Linked DNA regions of Mus musculus: regions 1, 2, 4 and 5 are each linked to region 3. A link is a contact called in public ChIA-PET and HiChIP or PLAC-seq data. All regions are on one chromosome and are shown on one strand. Each heading gives the region's core, a stretch centred on a gene start, on an enhancer-like site or on the middle of the called end of the contact. The rest is flanking DNA. Distances are from core to core; before and after follow the strand shown.

Evidence for each region. ChIA-PET counts read pairs in DNA pulled down with a chosen protein or histone mark. HiChIP or PLAC-seq counts read pairs in DNA pulled down with a chosen protein or histone mark.
Region 1: an H3K4me3 HiChIP or PLAC-seq map of forebrain shows a contact between it and region 3, with 6 times the contacts expected there. The contact joins the enhancer-like site here to the promoter of Dnm1l in region 3. A contact is called at or near these places in 3 of 39 promoter capture datasets (the C10 cell line, cranial neural crest and stem cell-derived epiblast-like cells), 1 of 15 datasets of contacts at CTCF or cohesin (large pre-B cells), 6 of 115 datasets of contacts at active chromatin or transcription factors (bone marrow-derived dendritic cells, embryonic stem cells, forebrain and 3 more) and 1 of 9 other capture datasets (embryonic stem cells).
Region 2: an H3K27ac HiChIP or PLAC-seq map of embryonic stem cells shows a contact between it and region 3, with 3 times the contacts expected there. The contact joins the promoter of Ypel1 here to the promoter of Dnm1l in region 3. A contact is called at or near these places in 1 of 39 promoter capture datasets (the 3T3-L1 cell line), 3 of 115 datasets of contacts at active chromatin or transcription factors (embryonic stem cells and large pre-B cells) and 2 of 9 other capture datasets (embryonic stem cells and macrophages).
Region 4: an RNA polymerase II ChIA-PET map of memory CD8 T cells shows a contact between it and region 3, with 8 read pairs. The contact joins the promoter of Ube2v2 here to the promoter of Dnm1l in region 3. A contact is called at or near these places in 1 of 484 Hi-C or Micro-C datasets (CD4 T cells) and 2 of 115 datasets of contacts at active chromatin or transcription factors (the 230-238 cell line and memory CD8 T cells).
Region 5: a contact with region 3 is called in an H3K4me3 HiChIP or PLAC-seq map of stem cell-derived neural progenitor cells, with 4 times the contacts expected there. The contact joins the enhancer-like site here to the promoter of Dnm1l in region 3. A contact is called at or near these places in 2 of 39 promoter capture datasets (cranial neural crest and embryonic stem cells) and 3 of 115 datasets of contacts at active chromatin or transcription factors (large pre-B cells, pro-B cells and stem cell-derived neural progenitor cells).

Annotation. Positions count from the first base shown.
Region 1 is chr16:16,910,534-16,913,286 of GRCm38.p6, forward strand. Ppm1f (protein phosphatase 1F (PP2C domain containing)) reads left to right here. Exons shown (of 8, transcript NM_176833.4): 3 at 406-548. Among named protein-coding and RNA genes, the nearest start is that of Ppm1f, 15 kb to the left of the region's middle. Within about 2 kb of position 1,483, at least 162 of the 459 cell types and tissues checked have an H3K27ac peak or open chromatin away from gene starts, as enhancers often do. A contact at or near this core is called in embryonic stem cells, forebrain, pro-B cells and 2 more, where this site is marked.
Region 2 is chr16:17,068,874-17,071,573 of GRCm38.p6, forward strand. Ypel1 (yippee like 1) reads left to right here and starts at 1,266. Exons shown (of 5, transcript NM_023249.6): 1 at 1,266-1,490.
Region 3 is chr16:16,357,618-16,360,317 of GRCm38.p6, forward strand. It overlaps Dnm1l (dynamin 1-like), which reads right to left and starts at 1,414. Exons shown (of 21, transcript NM_001360008.1): 1 at 1,147-1,414. The coding sequence starts at 1,248.
Region 4 is chr16:15,593,230-15,595,929 of GRCm38.p6, forward strand. Ube2v2 (ubiquitin-conjugating enzyme E2 variant 2) reads right to left here and starts at 1,289. Exons shown (of 4, transcript NM_023585.4): 1 at 1,231-1,289. The coding sequence starts at 1,246.
Region 5 is chr16:16,929,629-16,932,328 of GRCm38.p6, forward strand. It overlaps the pseudogene Gm46540. Among named protein-coding and RNA genes, the nearest start is that of Ppm1f, 35 kb to the left of the region's middle. Within about 2 kb of position 1,298, at least 35 of the 459 cell types and tissues checked have an H3K27ac peak or open chromatin away from gene starts, as enhancers often do. A contact at or near this core is called in stem cell-derived neural progenitor cells, where this site is marked.

The DNA of each region.
Region 1 (2,753 bases), core at 233-2,732, 550 kb after region 3:
TTACACCTTTCACAAGCCAGTCGTACTGAAGCAGGCATCCATCCTACTCCAGCCATAATCTCATCTTTCTTAGTGCTATCCACAGTAAACCAACTTACAAGAGCTCCCATCTGAGACAGTAACCTCAGCATATAAAATGGGGGATACAGTTCAGCACTTAACATGCCCTGCTCCCAGGGGTTACCAGCTTGAGCATCAGGGATCCAAGCTTCAAGGATACCTTTCCAACACATCCCAGCAAATGCCGTGCCCCTGGTGTTGTGTAAATATCCATTCCGGGTCCCTGAAGACAGAGATCACCTGCTTGTGATGACACCAAGAGGAAGGTATGAGCCATCATCTCCATCTTCAAGGTGGAGGATGCCAGGAGCTGCTCCAGCCCCGCCTCTCACATCTTCTTCCTAGGAACGCTCCCCCATCGTTTGCTGTGGCTGTGACCCACGAGGCAATTTCCCAGCTGCTGCAGACAGACCTTTCTGAATTTAAGAGGTTGCCTGAACAAGAGGAGGAGGAGGAAGAGGAGGAAGAAGAGAAAGCCCTCGTGACCTGTAAGTTCCACTCATATGGCTCTGGGATTGTTTAACAAGTGACAAACTCAGATTGACACTAAAGGTCAGTGCCAGCGTGCCATCAGGACAGCAGTGTTGGAGTTCAGCAAGAGCACGATGTGGCATAGAAAACCTGCAATGGACTGAGCAGCACGTGGGTCAAAGGCGGCCAGTGAGACGGTGGCCCACCTTTGTGCTGTCTTGATGGTGCTTCAGAGCACATAGAAATGAGTGGTGCCTGTCCTGCCTTACACACGAGAAGTGCAAGGTGTTGGTTCACAGCCACACAGCCAACCTCACCTGTACTCACTGTCCCCCTTGGCTAACACGAGGCCCTTAGCAGAGTGGCACATCCACCTCGGGGAGGGGGCAACTGTTGTCTAGGTCCCCTGCCTTGACTTACCTTAGTTGGGATCATTAGATGTCAGTGATCCCAATCATGAGGTGACGAAGATGGACATTTCGTGTCCACTGGCTACAGCCATCAGTGAGTTGAGCCCTACAGTGGTACACCAAACCAAAGGAACCCAGGAACAGAACGGGGAGCAAACGCCAAGAGGCCCCAAGACCACTTGACAGAGCGTTTGTTTATAAAATCCAGGCTCTTTTTCTGCATGACTCTCTTTCCTCCTATTTTGCTGCAGTACCAGAAGTATTAGGAGGGAAGTGGTGGCTGCAGGTATGCACACAGGATGTGGGCCGAGTTTCCAGGCAGTAGAGGGAGCCTCTCTTTGCCCAGCTTTAGGCCATGTGTAGAAGGACAAAGAACACTGTAGGAGAAAAAAGAAACCTACTTCAGCCTTAGCACTTGCGCCTACCAGCCACTCTCCTCACCCCCCATTTCTGGCCCCTTCCGCAGCTCCCTGCCAGCCTTCAAGCCAGCATGGCCTTGCCCCCTGCCTAGGAGACAACTATCCATAAAGACAGGCGGCCATTGTTCTCTATAAAGCCAGCAGACAATCCAGTCTGGCAGCAGCTGCCGCCAAGGCCCATCCTTACCCCTCCAGCTAGGAGACAGTATCACCTGCTGGTGGGAAGGAGAATTGCAGCCGGCAAACCAGGCCTTAAACCCAGGCGTCTGGAGAAGGGATGTGCCTTCCCCGCCTTCCCTGCCTGTCCCAGAGCTGCCATGCAAGCCTAGGCTTGTAGCCTTGCGCACTGTTGCAAGTCTGTTGTTGGCACGCTGTTCTTGCCAGCTGTCTCAGCACATTCTTTGAGGCTTATTGCCCCAGGCAGAAATGTGACTAAGGCACCTCCATGCCCACCTACCAGCACTTCCCTGTGATTGTTGTGAAGATAGACCTCCCGGGCAGTTCCTAAGGCTCAAGACTATAGCCCTTGGCCAGAAAATCAGGGTAGGACTCCAAGAGCCTGAGGCTGAGCATTACCGTAGGGCTTGCCATCTTCATTTTTAATTGCCCATTCTTCCTCTTGAGCAAAATTCAAGTCTAAACCTATTGCTGGAAATAGCAGTGTAACCAAAGGCTAAAAAGAGACAGCCCAGGCCTAGAGGCCCAGCCTTGCTCAACGTTCCCTCCATACCAGCAGTCTCCAGGAGCAAGGAGACCACAACAGCTCTCCAGGTAGTCATGGAGTCTACCTGTGTACAGAGGAGGAAATGAAAGACATGAGAAGTAATGTGGTTAGGGATGGGCTTAGACACAGGAAACTTGAGTTCTTCAGGGTCCCATTTAGAGCTGTGGTCCCTAGGCTGGGCCTAACAAAGTCAGTTCTCCAGCTCCTCAGCCTCCACTCCCACAGCTGCTGCTAATAGTCCCCAGCATGATGGCTGCAGCAGACTAGATGGCCTGCCCCCAAGCAGGCTTGTTAGACTTACCCTTCTCCCTGCTCATTGCTTTCCTCCCATGCCTCCCTCCAGCCTCTTCCACTCCTCCCGTTTCTTCCATGGCCATACTTCTGACTAAGCACACTTCTCCCAGTTCTCCTTGTTCCTCTGCTGTGGCCTTTGATACTTGAACCCTCTGGTTGGGGGTTGGGAAATTGGGGTGGGACTTTTGTTATTGATGTTCTAGTTTTTTCTACCTTTTACATGTACATGTACATTATTTTGAAATAATAAGTATGCATGCAGTGAATTATGAGAAATAACAGAGATATCCCGACTATATATACACGACCCCGTTTTCCTCCTAGGAACATCATAGAAAACTATAACAGTATGTCACACACAAGATCTGAATATGG
Region 2 (2,700 bases), core at 16-2,515, 710 kb after region 3:
TGAACAGGTAGGTGTTAGAAGTGGGATGGGTAGGAAAGGAAGGCTGGAGGAGGCCTAACCAATGCTAAGGAAATAGGAAAATGCCGTATATAAACCTACTATTTTCTAAGCTATTAAAAAAAACACATTTTTTAAAAGATTTATTTATTTCATGTATGTGAATACACTGTCGCTGTCTTCAGACACACCAGAAGAGGGCATCAGATCCCGTTACAGATGGTTGTGAGCAATCCATGTGGTTGCTGGGAGTTGAAATCAGGACCTCTGGAAGAGCAGTCAGTGCTATTAACTGCTGAGCCATCTCTCCCGCTTAAATTCTTTAAAAATAGAAGAGTCAGCCAGATGGTTCAGTGAGTGAGGGTGCCGCTATCAAGCCTGCTGACCTGAGTTCAAATCCAGGATCAATATGGTAGGTGAGAAGCAGAGCTAACCTCTGGTGCACAGGCATGTGCTTATTCACACAATAAGCTTAAAATATAAAGTTCAAGATCATGTTTGAGCTACATAGTTGAGGCCAGCTTGAATTACAGAATTACAGAGATCATATTCTAAAAGCCAAAAAAACATGAGACTCCCTAGCTAGGACGAATACAAAAATAGAGTAATCAGTCACTTGGGAGACTCACTAAGTAAATGGCAACTCAAAGGGCCCACAATCTAATCAATTAGGGGTATCCTCAATACAATAAATCCTAACAAGCACACTCTAGAGGGCGCAAATACGTCCTGCAATGTGTACATTCACCCTCAGCAGTGTGCTTTGAAAAATCGATCTAAAGAGACTAAGAAAAAAATAACAGAAGAAGCGCAGATGTGGGCATGGAGACTGGGTGATACTGCCTGTGTTTTGTGGGTAGGAAATCTAATCTGGGGTTCCATAATTCAAGTCCACGCAGACCTGGAGGCTCTTGGATGGCGACTTGGAGAGTGGAGAAAGGGTGGTCAGTATGGAGAGAGGGAAGAAGCTTGCGCTCTAGGGACCCAGCTGCAGAGGTCCTCCTGCCTGCAGCCTGAGGCGCAAACCTGTGGAAAATCTCGGTCCTTTGGCCTTCCAGGACCCTACCTCCCCACCGGCCCCGCGACCTGCCGGTTCGCCTGGGTTCCTCGTCAGGCCAGCCCACCGGACTCCTGGCGAGCTCCACCCGGACACGTTCCAGCCCAGTCCCCCGAGCGCAGCGGGGCGCGGGTGGACGCGTGGGGCAGGGCGAGGGGCGGGGAGCGTGGAGGGGCGGAGCGGCGGGAACGCGAGGGCGGGGCTCGGACACTGATTGGGCATCGCCACGTTCCGAGGCCGTTTATGGCGGCTGGGCTGGGCTACGGGTCCAAAACAAAGGGCAGGCGGCCCGCGAGGCGGCGGCAGGAGGATGCCTCGCGCCCGGAGTGGGCGCCAACGGCCGGAGCGCGTCCCGGGTCACACCGGGACCGCCTGAAAACCGAGCTCGCGCCGACCGAGCCTGGGCCGGATGGGCGCAGCGGACCGCGGAGCGGCCGTGAGTACGGGCGGGCCTCAGGGGTTCTCTGCGGAGACCTGAGGATCTCCGGCTCCGGGAGGCGGGGAAGCACCTGTTGGGCGCGGGCGGGCCGGGCGGGAGTGCGGAGGATGCGTTGACTTTTTGTTCTGATGTTCCGAACTGTTGGTATTTGGGTCATTAGAAGACAACGCAAAATCCCGGTCTTTCTTTCTTTCTTTTTTCTTCGCCCCCCCCCCCCCATTGTTTTTTCCCCTACCTTAAAAAATGGGGAAAGAAATAAATACAGAAGATACCTCCAATAAAAGAATATTATGGGGTGGCATTTTCAAGTTGCCTGTACAATAATAACTAAAGGGAATTGTCCTCATTGTTTACCACTTGTGGCTCTAGGCTTTATCAATGTAAATTGCTAACAGTAGCAACTAAATAAGATATTCTCTACTCAATAACTGCACAAATGGTCATCTTCGATCGTGTACTGAGCTCCAGGATAGAAAGCCGGCAGAATTCTGTTTTGGATAGATAATAGACGTTGAAAACATCATTTTTCAGCCCAAGGTCTTTCTAATTCAGTTGCCTTATAAGTATCCACAATGTATTCACCTTAACTAATGTATCTTGTCAAAGAATTGACCATACTCCTCCTCGCTCCGCTGAAGTTCCAAGACCAGGCTCACCTCCTCTGGGGAACTTCTCCAGGCCCCTCTGAGTAAGCCACCCTCACCCATCACCCAGGGCCCTTTACCTCTGCTGTGTTCTGGTAGATGTGTTAACAAATGTTTGCTGAGTACCCGTCTCCCTCTCCCCTAGGGGCTGGTCCAGTGGGTGTCTGTGTGCATGTGTATGGTGGGGTACAAATAAATAAACACACACACACATGTATATTCACCGTGTGTGTGCCTGGTATCTAGAGAAGCCAGAAGAGGGCATCGGATCCCCTAGAGCCGAAGTTATGGATCCTCCACAAGAGCAGCAGGTGCTAAAGGATGTCAGCCCATCTCTCCAGCCATACTGTGGGCTCTTAAAAAAGTCAGGGGTGCTGTATTTGAAGAGTTTTGCTACCAGGATCCCTAGGTCTATGTGTTCCTAGCCAAGGGACTATGTGGTTAGCATGTCTTCTTAGGGATTAGACCAAAATCTTGACTTACCACAGATATATAGCAGCCCAGGGGCTGGCCCATATGAAACACTAAAAATACATACATACATACAGACAGACAGACAGACA
Region 3 (2,700 bases), core at 164-2,663:
GTAACTCCAGTTTCGGGGATCATATACTTTCTTCTAACCAGCACCAGGGAAAACACTCACATCATAAAAATTAAAAAAAAAAAAAATTCTGGGCATGGTAGTTTTTCAGTCAAGGGAGCTGAAGCAGGGGGAGTGCTATGAGTTTCAGCCAATTCAGGTAACAAGGTAAATTCTTAGCCAGCTTGAAGTACAGAGTAGGGCTCATCTCAAAAACAATTCTCGCCAGGTGTAGTGGCACACGCCTTTAATCCCTGCACTCGGGAGGTTGAGGCAGGCGGATTTCTGAGTTCGAGGCCAGCCTGGCCAAAGTGAGTTCCAGGACAGCCAGGGCTATACAGAGAAACCCTGTCTCGACGCCCCCCCCCCAAAAAAAAACAAAAACAAAAACAAAACAAAACAATTCTCCCCAGGAGGATAGAGGCACTGAATGGTCTTCCAGAAGTCAATTCCCAGCAACCACATGGTGGCATGGTGGCTCACAACCATCCATAATGGGATCTGATGCCCTCTTTTGGTGTGTCTGAAGACAGCGACGGCGTACTCACAAACATTAAAACAAACAAAACCAACAAAAAACGCCCTCCTCCCCTAAAGTTCTGTTGCTCCTCTTCAGTTCAAAGCAGGCATTTTTTTAAAAAATGAAACTCACATATCTCTGCTATTCTAGATATCTATTCAACATTCTTTCATACAAAATTTGGACTTATCGCCAATACCCCACATAAGGCCTGAGAACCTTATACCAAATTTGGGTCACAGTAACAAAATTACAAACACCAAAGTCATGGTGCTCCTTCCTAACTTTAGGCCTCCAACTACACCCGGGATTTTCTTTTAATCTTATTTTTACTTTGTAATAGCTCCGTGGGCCACCGACTCACCACTAGCTTGCTGCCTGTCTGCTCACAGCAACTCCTGAGTCCGTCGCGTCCTCAGCGGCCGGAAGGAAGCGACAGCCGCCCACACGCCCGCCCGCGCGTCCCCCGAGTGCCCTTGGGCCAAGCCGCGCCGGGCTGTAGGCTGCAGGGCCACTCAGTCCCGCTGAGCGCCCGGGAGCAGAGCGGAGCGCCGAGCTGCCGGCCTCCTCCTGGCGACACCTGCAGGCCTGCGGCCGAGCCAGGCCTCGCAATCGCGGCCTCATCTTACCTGCGTTCCCACTACGACGATCTGAGGCAGCTGGATGATGTCCGCACCCACTGTGTTGAAGACGTCCTGCAGCTTATTGATGACCGGGATCAGCGCCTCCATGACCCCCGAAACACTGGACCCCCAACCCAGCAGGCCACTGCAATGAATGGGGACTCGACCCACAGCCCGCTTGCTTCCTCTTCTCCTCCGCCCTTTCCTCGGGAGCCCGCACCCATTGGGCCGGGCCAGCACCCAGCCCGCTCCCGGCAGGCCACGCGCCACGACAGAGGTGGGCGCGCAAAGGCTGCCGGGAGATGTAGTTCAGGCTGAGTGGAACGCGAAGGCCTATTCTAGAAGGTTTCAGGTATCGACCTGAACTGGGCGGGTAAGGAAGCTGAGACCGTGAATCTGAGTCTACTATAGTCAAAATGCTAGCTAACAGCTAGATGAATAATGATTGTTAGAGTGTTATGTATGAGTATGCCTCCAGGAGTTGGGACACACCAATTTTATGGACAACCATGGAAGACTTAGACAAAAGGTTAACAAGGTCTGTACTACATAGTGAAATCCTGTGTTTATAAGAAGGGATAGAGTCGCCGGGCAGTGATGGCGCATGCCTTTATCCCAGCACTTGGGAGGCAGAGGCAGGCGAATTTCTGAGTTCGAGGCTAGCCTGGTCTACAGAATGAGTTCCAGGACAGCCAGGGCTACACAGAGAAACCCTGTCTCGAACCCCCCCCCCCTTCCAAAATAGGGATAGAGTCTATTAATTAACCAATGTCATTTCCTTATGAGAAGTACTACTTTATGAAGAGCAATCAAGGAAACTATAGGAAAACTTAAAAGAATGTCTCCAGACATTTCTACCGCTCCAGCCTACCCACCAAGAGAGTTTATCTGGTCAAAGTTCTGAGAGTGAATGATAAGCCCTTAGAACTAGACATTCGTATCACACACACCAACTACGACTTAAGGTACAATGCAGAAATGAAGGCAGAAAGAATATAAGAAACCAAGGATTGAGCAGCTGTCATCTACTTACAAAGCTGTAGTTGTAGCCTGAATACATAGCACTATATACCTGCACAAGATTGGGCCCTCCAGCTATCTATCATAGAAACAGGAGGTGCCCATGAAGCTCCATTCTTTCTAAAGGAGCAGTAACTGTGAATGTTTGCTGGAGTTGGGGATTAGCTTTTTCTATTAGTATACCCACTAGGACTAATAGGTGGGAAGAAGGAGTCCTAGAAAGGAAGGGGGAATATCAGAGGGTAATGAGGGTACCAAAATAATCACAATATACTGGATTTTAAGACTGTTAAACATAAATAAAACAGTAACTCAGAGCCACAAACTCCCCAGCCTGAGAGGAGTGAAAAGCCAAGCAAAACTTGTTGCTATCTATTCATGATAGCCATGAGCACTCATAGTCACAAAGTTGTGGATTGTATAACTGGAGGGGTTACTTACCATTCACCTGCAACATATGCCATAGGAGACAGGCTTTACTGTTCAGAACACAGATGGTGGCTGGTTAATAAGTTTTGAAAAACACATAAATGAAAGACT
Region 4 (2,700 bases), core at 39-2,538, 760 kb before region 3:
GGTTGCTCTCCCAGAGGTCCTGAGTTCAATCCCCAGCAATCACAAGGTGGCTCACAGCCATCTGTAATGGAACCCAATGCCCTCTTCTAGTGTGTCTGAAGACAGCTACAGTGTACTCATATATATATAATAAATATTTTTAAAAAGAACAAATGCAATCACAAATTGACATTTTTCATATTACAATACACCATTTTATTAGTTTAATTTTAAGGTAGTGAGCACAACTCTTTAAAAAACATGGCACTAATAAGCACATATATTTCAAATAAGAAGTAAAGAGATTAAGGGTTATAACATTAAAAGATCACTTTTAAAATGAGCTTTGGTCTTGGACAGCTCTGATCTGACCACTGATGTATTTTCCAGAGGTAGAACTGCTAAAGATTTTATTGTCTATGGCACTCATACACATAAAGGTAAGATTTAAACAATATGAAAAATGTATATGAAGGCATTACCTTGAAATGTTAACAATCACAACATGCACTCAACCTCTTCCATTTCTACAACCTAGATTCAATAAGAACTAGAAAAAAAAATAAATCTTATGAATCATCATTTTTAAATGCTAAAACTCAACACTTTTAAACTGTTTTAATTTTTTTTGTCACCAAATTTCTAAACCCTGTTGGCATTTAAATTTCAAGTTTCTGCTCAAAGGCAACCGAACATTGTAGACAAGAGTAGAACACCTATCTAAGGTACCAACTGTCCTGCAATTAGCTTTCGTCTGGCTCAGTGTACTGTAGTTTTTCACTTAATTGAAAAAAAAAAAGAAGAAGAAGAAGAAGAAGAACACGCATTCGGCCACCTAAGTAAAATCGTCGCCCTCTTATTCCAGACAGCAGCCACCCTCCGGTTAGTCCTATCCTCCCGCACGTGTCTGTCTGGTGGACTCCCAGCCTAGATCCCCGGCTCCATCCAGGATGCCTCTCCGCCGTAGCCCCGTTGATGGGCAATGCCACCGCCACCGCGGGCCGCTCCAGCGCACTCCACCCTCGGCTCCGCTGCGGCGCCCAGATCTGCCGGTCCTCCCGCAGGGCCGCCGCGGGCGGTGGGCGCGCAGGCTCCCCGTCACCGCGAGCTCTGACACGCGCGTCCCGACCTCCCTACCGCCCGCCCCACCCCCTGCCCCTCGCGGGGCCCTCCGCACTGCGCACCCGCAGTCCCGCGCGGCCCGCCGGACAGAAAGCAGCGGGAGCGCGGCAGACCCGGCTAGGAACCGACCTGTGGAGACCGCCATCTTCTCCTGCTACCAGACGCACCACCGCACGCAGGGCGTCAACGTCACTTCCGGCAGCGCGTTGCTCTCCGTCATAGAGGGACCGATAGTGGGGATAGTGGGGACTGTATCAGGTTCCTGTTCCTGGCAAGCTTTGCCCCTGATGGTCTCTGGAACTGTTGGTTCATCGGTTGTCCTAATCAAAACACACACATAAAACTGGGTTGGGAGACTAAGGCAGCATGAGCTTAAAAAGTCTTTAAAAGATCTGAGATCTCCAATAGTGTCAGTGTGTCCAAGGGAAATTTTCCCTATGACTCCTCTTATTAAATATTGAAATAATGTCTAAACAAACGCTAACAGTTACATCACGAGCCGGGCGTGGTGGCGCACGCCTTTAATCCCAGCACTCGGGAGGCAGAGGCAGGCGGATTTCTGAGTTCGAGGCCAGCCTGGTCTACAAAGTGAGTTCCAGGACAGCCAGAGCTATAAAGAGAAACCCTGTCTCGAAAAACAAAGTTACATCACACCAAACCTGTTATTAATAATCAAGGTAAAACATGGGAATTCACAATTGTGTTGGGGAAAAAAAAAAAAAACTATTCCAAAAGGTTGGGCTGTGTTAGTGCAGGCTACGTTTAGGCTGTAGTTTTGCTCTGATGACACCAGAACCAAAAGTCCATCAGTAAAGAAAGCCACAGAAGAAACTCAAGCAAAACCGTGAAGCAAAAAGGGATGGAGAAAAGCAGCTTACCACCTTGCTTCTGAGAAGGCTAGGCTGACTCCATGACAGACTTCAAATTGACAGTTAAGGAGACTGGGCCTAAGAACTGGGAAAGTCCAGGCAAGCCCAGGCAAGTCAATTACTAATAGAAAAAAACCCAGGCTCCAGCCTTCATGCCCGATAATGGTTCTAGGATGCCTAGAGATAGAGTAAGATAAAACTCATCTTCCCCAGAATTCCAATGTGCTTTAAAGCAAGCATGCACACTCACTTAGTTGTCTCTCTGTTTTGGCAATGGGAGACTCCAACACGCTGGACTTCTGCAAAATAAAGCACTCTCTGAGTATACATACTATTTGAGTCCCAGGTGTCATTCTTCGGTGAATCATGGACCTTTACATTTCTATCTTACGTTCACCTACCTTATTTGGAGGAGTAAGCCCATGTACCTAAAGATGGTATACCCATACCCAACTGGATTCTCCTACAACAATTAGTGACTAAGAAAGTTCCCCCAGGTTTTTCTTTTCAGACATGCCCACAGGTTATTCTGACTAAGGCAAGTCTTAAATTGAGATTTCCTCTTTCCATTTGTGTCAAGTTCACAACAAAGATTATCTAATACAAGTCCATTCCAAGTGCATCATTGTTAATATTCCTTTCTTGTTTGTGCCCAAGATGTCATAAATACTAAAATATTAAATACAGTACAACTTTAGAATTCCCAGTCTTTAAAAATTCCAACCCTCTA
Region 5 (2,700 bases), core at 48-2,547, 570 kb after region 3:
CTTTAAGAGAGATCAGCTTGGATCCACTGAACTCCGAATTGGACTCTAGACCTGCAGCCCTCCATCCTCCACAGTGACTTCTGACTCAACTTCTGTGCCCTCACCCACCTTGGAGACAGCCAGTAGCTGTTAGAGTGGAATTTGCTCCCAAAGGTCTCAGTGCAATAAGCACATGCAGAGTCAAGTGGACTGGAGCCCCCAGTACACAAGAAACCACTCTTCAGGACAACTGAAAGCTGCCTCAGTACCCTTAAGGATTAATACATCATTTCAAGTCAAGATGACTGAGAATCAGCAGGAGAGGGTCTCAGTCCAGCCACGTAGCAGACATCATCCTGACATGGCACACAACTCCCAAGGGATAACAGGGCGTCCCACAAAAAGCCACCTACCAAATCTTCACCAAGAGTGGAAGATACATTGCCTGCAAAGTCTACATGGGCAATTCTTCAACCCGAGGAAGGGGCAATTTTCAGAGTCTCTAGTTTCTATCATTTGGTTTGTGATTCCTTCATGAAACAGGGGGAGGGGTTCAGGGGGAGAAGTAACAGGTAACAGCCTCTTCCTGAGCTTCCTTGGGAGCCTCAGAGAGCATTGAAGCTGCCTGCATGAAGCACAGCCTCAGAATGCTAGTGAGGATAGGATGGGCCATCCAAAACTAAGGATGTGTGAGATGCCAGAAGAAACCCTGTTACTGTGTGAACTGTCAAGTCAAGAAGTCTTCTGATAAACATCATTTCTGCTTTTTAAGTATCCTTAACTGATCCTGAGAACTAGGAGAGGCCTGTGTGCCTTCGGCTTGCTAGGGCTTACCATCCTAGCCCGGCTGCACTCCTTCCTCCCAAGCACAGGCTCAGCCCAGGCCCTGTCTACTCTGCCTTATGGGACCCCTCTCCTGTTCCCCAGCCTTGTCTGCTGTGTTCCTCTTAGCCCTTCCCCAGCACCCCCAGACTGGCCATCCCATTGCTGTTAGACTATATTTTATGGGATGCAACATAACCTGCTGCTGTTGGGTCTGGGGCAGTGGGGACAGGGTTTCCGGGGCTGCAGAGTGGCAGAACCAGGCAAGAGGCAAATAGAGTCTGTTTTTTTTTTTTTTTAATTTGTCCTTTCACAATTTCACTCATGTACACAATGCATACCCTCCTACAACCCACCCTCTCACATCTCCCTACAACCTATAAACCATTCCTCTCCCCTACAAATATCTTTTCGCTGACTAGTGGGCTGATGCCTACCCTGTCCCCAGCACTCCCTGCCCCCAGGGGACACAGCTGCCCACTAGGCAACAAGCCCAGAAGAAGATAGTGCCAGCATGCAAATCTGGGGGTTTCTGATCAGGCCCTGCCCCTGCTGCCCACGCATCCATCTGTCTTCCCCTCCCCACACCCACACAACTCCTCCAGAGCCCCTGGCAGAACCTCCTTAAGTATATGCTGCCTTGCTGTTCCTGATGAGTCGACTCGTGTATCTGAATCTCCAGATGGTGGTTTGCATTCCCCCTGTCCTCCAACTGCATGTAGCTTGACACACTCACTCAGAGCCACCAGATGGGAGTGGGGGAGGCAAGAAGGACAAGTGAGGTGTGACGGGTAGATGGGTGTAGTGGAGGCAATTCATCCAAAGGACTGAGCTACCAGGATAGAGCAGGGTATGTGTTAGACTCTACCAGGAGGGAAACAAGCTAAAGCTAATAGAAAGAGTGGGGGCCATGGTGTGCTGGGGAGAGGAGGGGAGAGGCGTTATGTCCATCAAACAAGAGTTTCCTCCTGAGGAAGGGAACCTGAAAACCAGGTCTCCCAGGCTGGGTCTAGAATGTAGCAGAGCCAGAAAAAGAGGCAGAAATCCTGATTAGCAAGCTGTTATCTGATTTGACCACAGATCTCCACACTGGAGTCCTACATCTCAGCCTTATTAACTTGTCTGGGACCTGGATGGGCTCTAAGCTAATCAAAGATAGGTCAAAGAGGACTTCAGATGGGCCCCAGCACTTGGGAGGCCAAAAAAGAGAGCTGCTTAGCCTGGGCTATATTGGGAGACCTTGTCTCAAAAAAATCAAAACAAGAGGCTAGGGAGATAGCTCCCTTGGTAAAGTGTTTGCCTTGCCTAGGGATTGAGTTCAGACCCTAGAAGCTATGTTTTTAAAAAGCCAGACTTGATGGTGTATGGGGACTCAGACAGGAGGAATTCTTGGGGCCCTTCAGCTACCCAGCTATATTACAATTCTCTGGGAGAATAGAAGCAATGGTTGGATATATATTAAAAAGAGACTTACTAGACTAATGTATAACATGCAATCTAGGTAGTTCAACAATGGCTATGTCACGCCAAAAATGGTCAAGAATCTGGTAGTTTGTCATCCGAGGGTTGGTAGGCTGACAGCTACCAGTCTTCAGTCTGCATTAGAAGTCTTAAAAAGCTTGTTCTGATATCAGTGAGTTCAGCAGTTGCAGCAACAGAACAGATGAGTTTGCCAGCAAGAATGAAGGCAGACAGGCAAAAAGCAAGCTTCCTTCTTTTATCTCCCTTCTAAGTTTCCATCCACATTTAGTATGAGTCTTACTTTTTTTTTGGGGGGGGGGGGTGTTGAGACAGGGTTTCTCTGTGTAGCCCTGGCTGTCCTGGAACTCACTCTGTAGACCAGGCTGGCCTCAAATTCAGAAATCCGCCTGCCTCCGCCTCCCAAGTGCTGGGATTAAA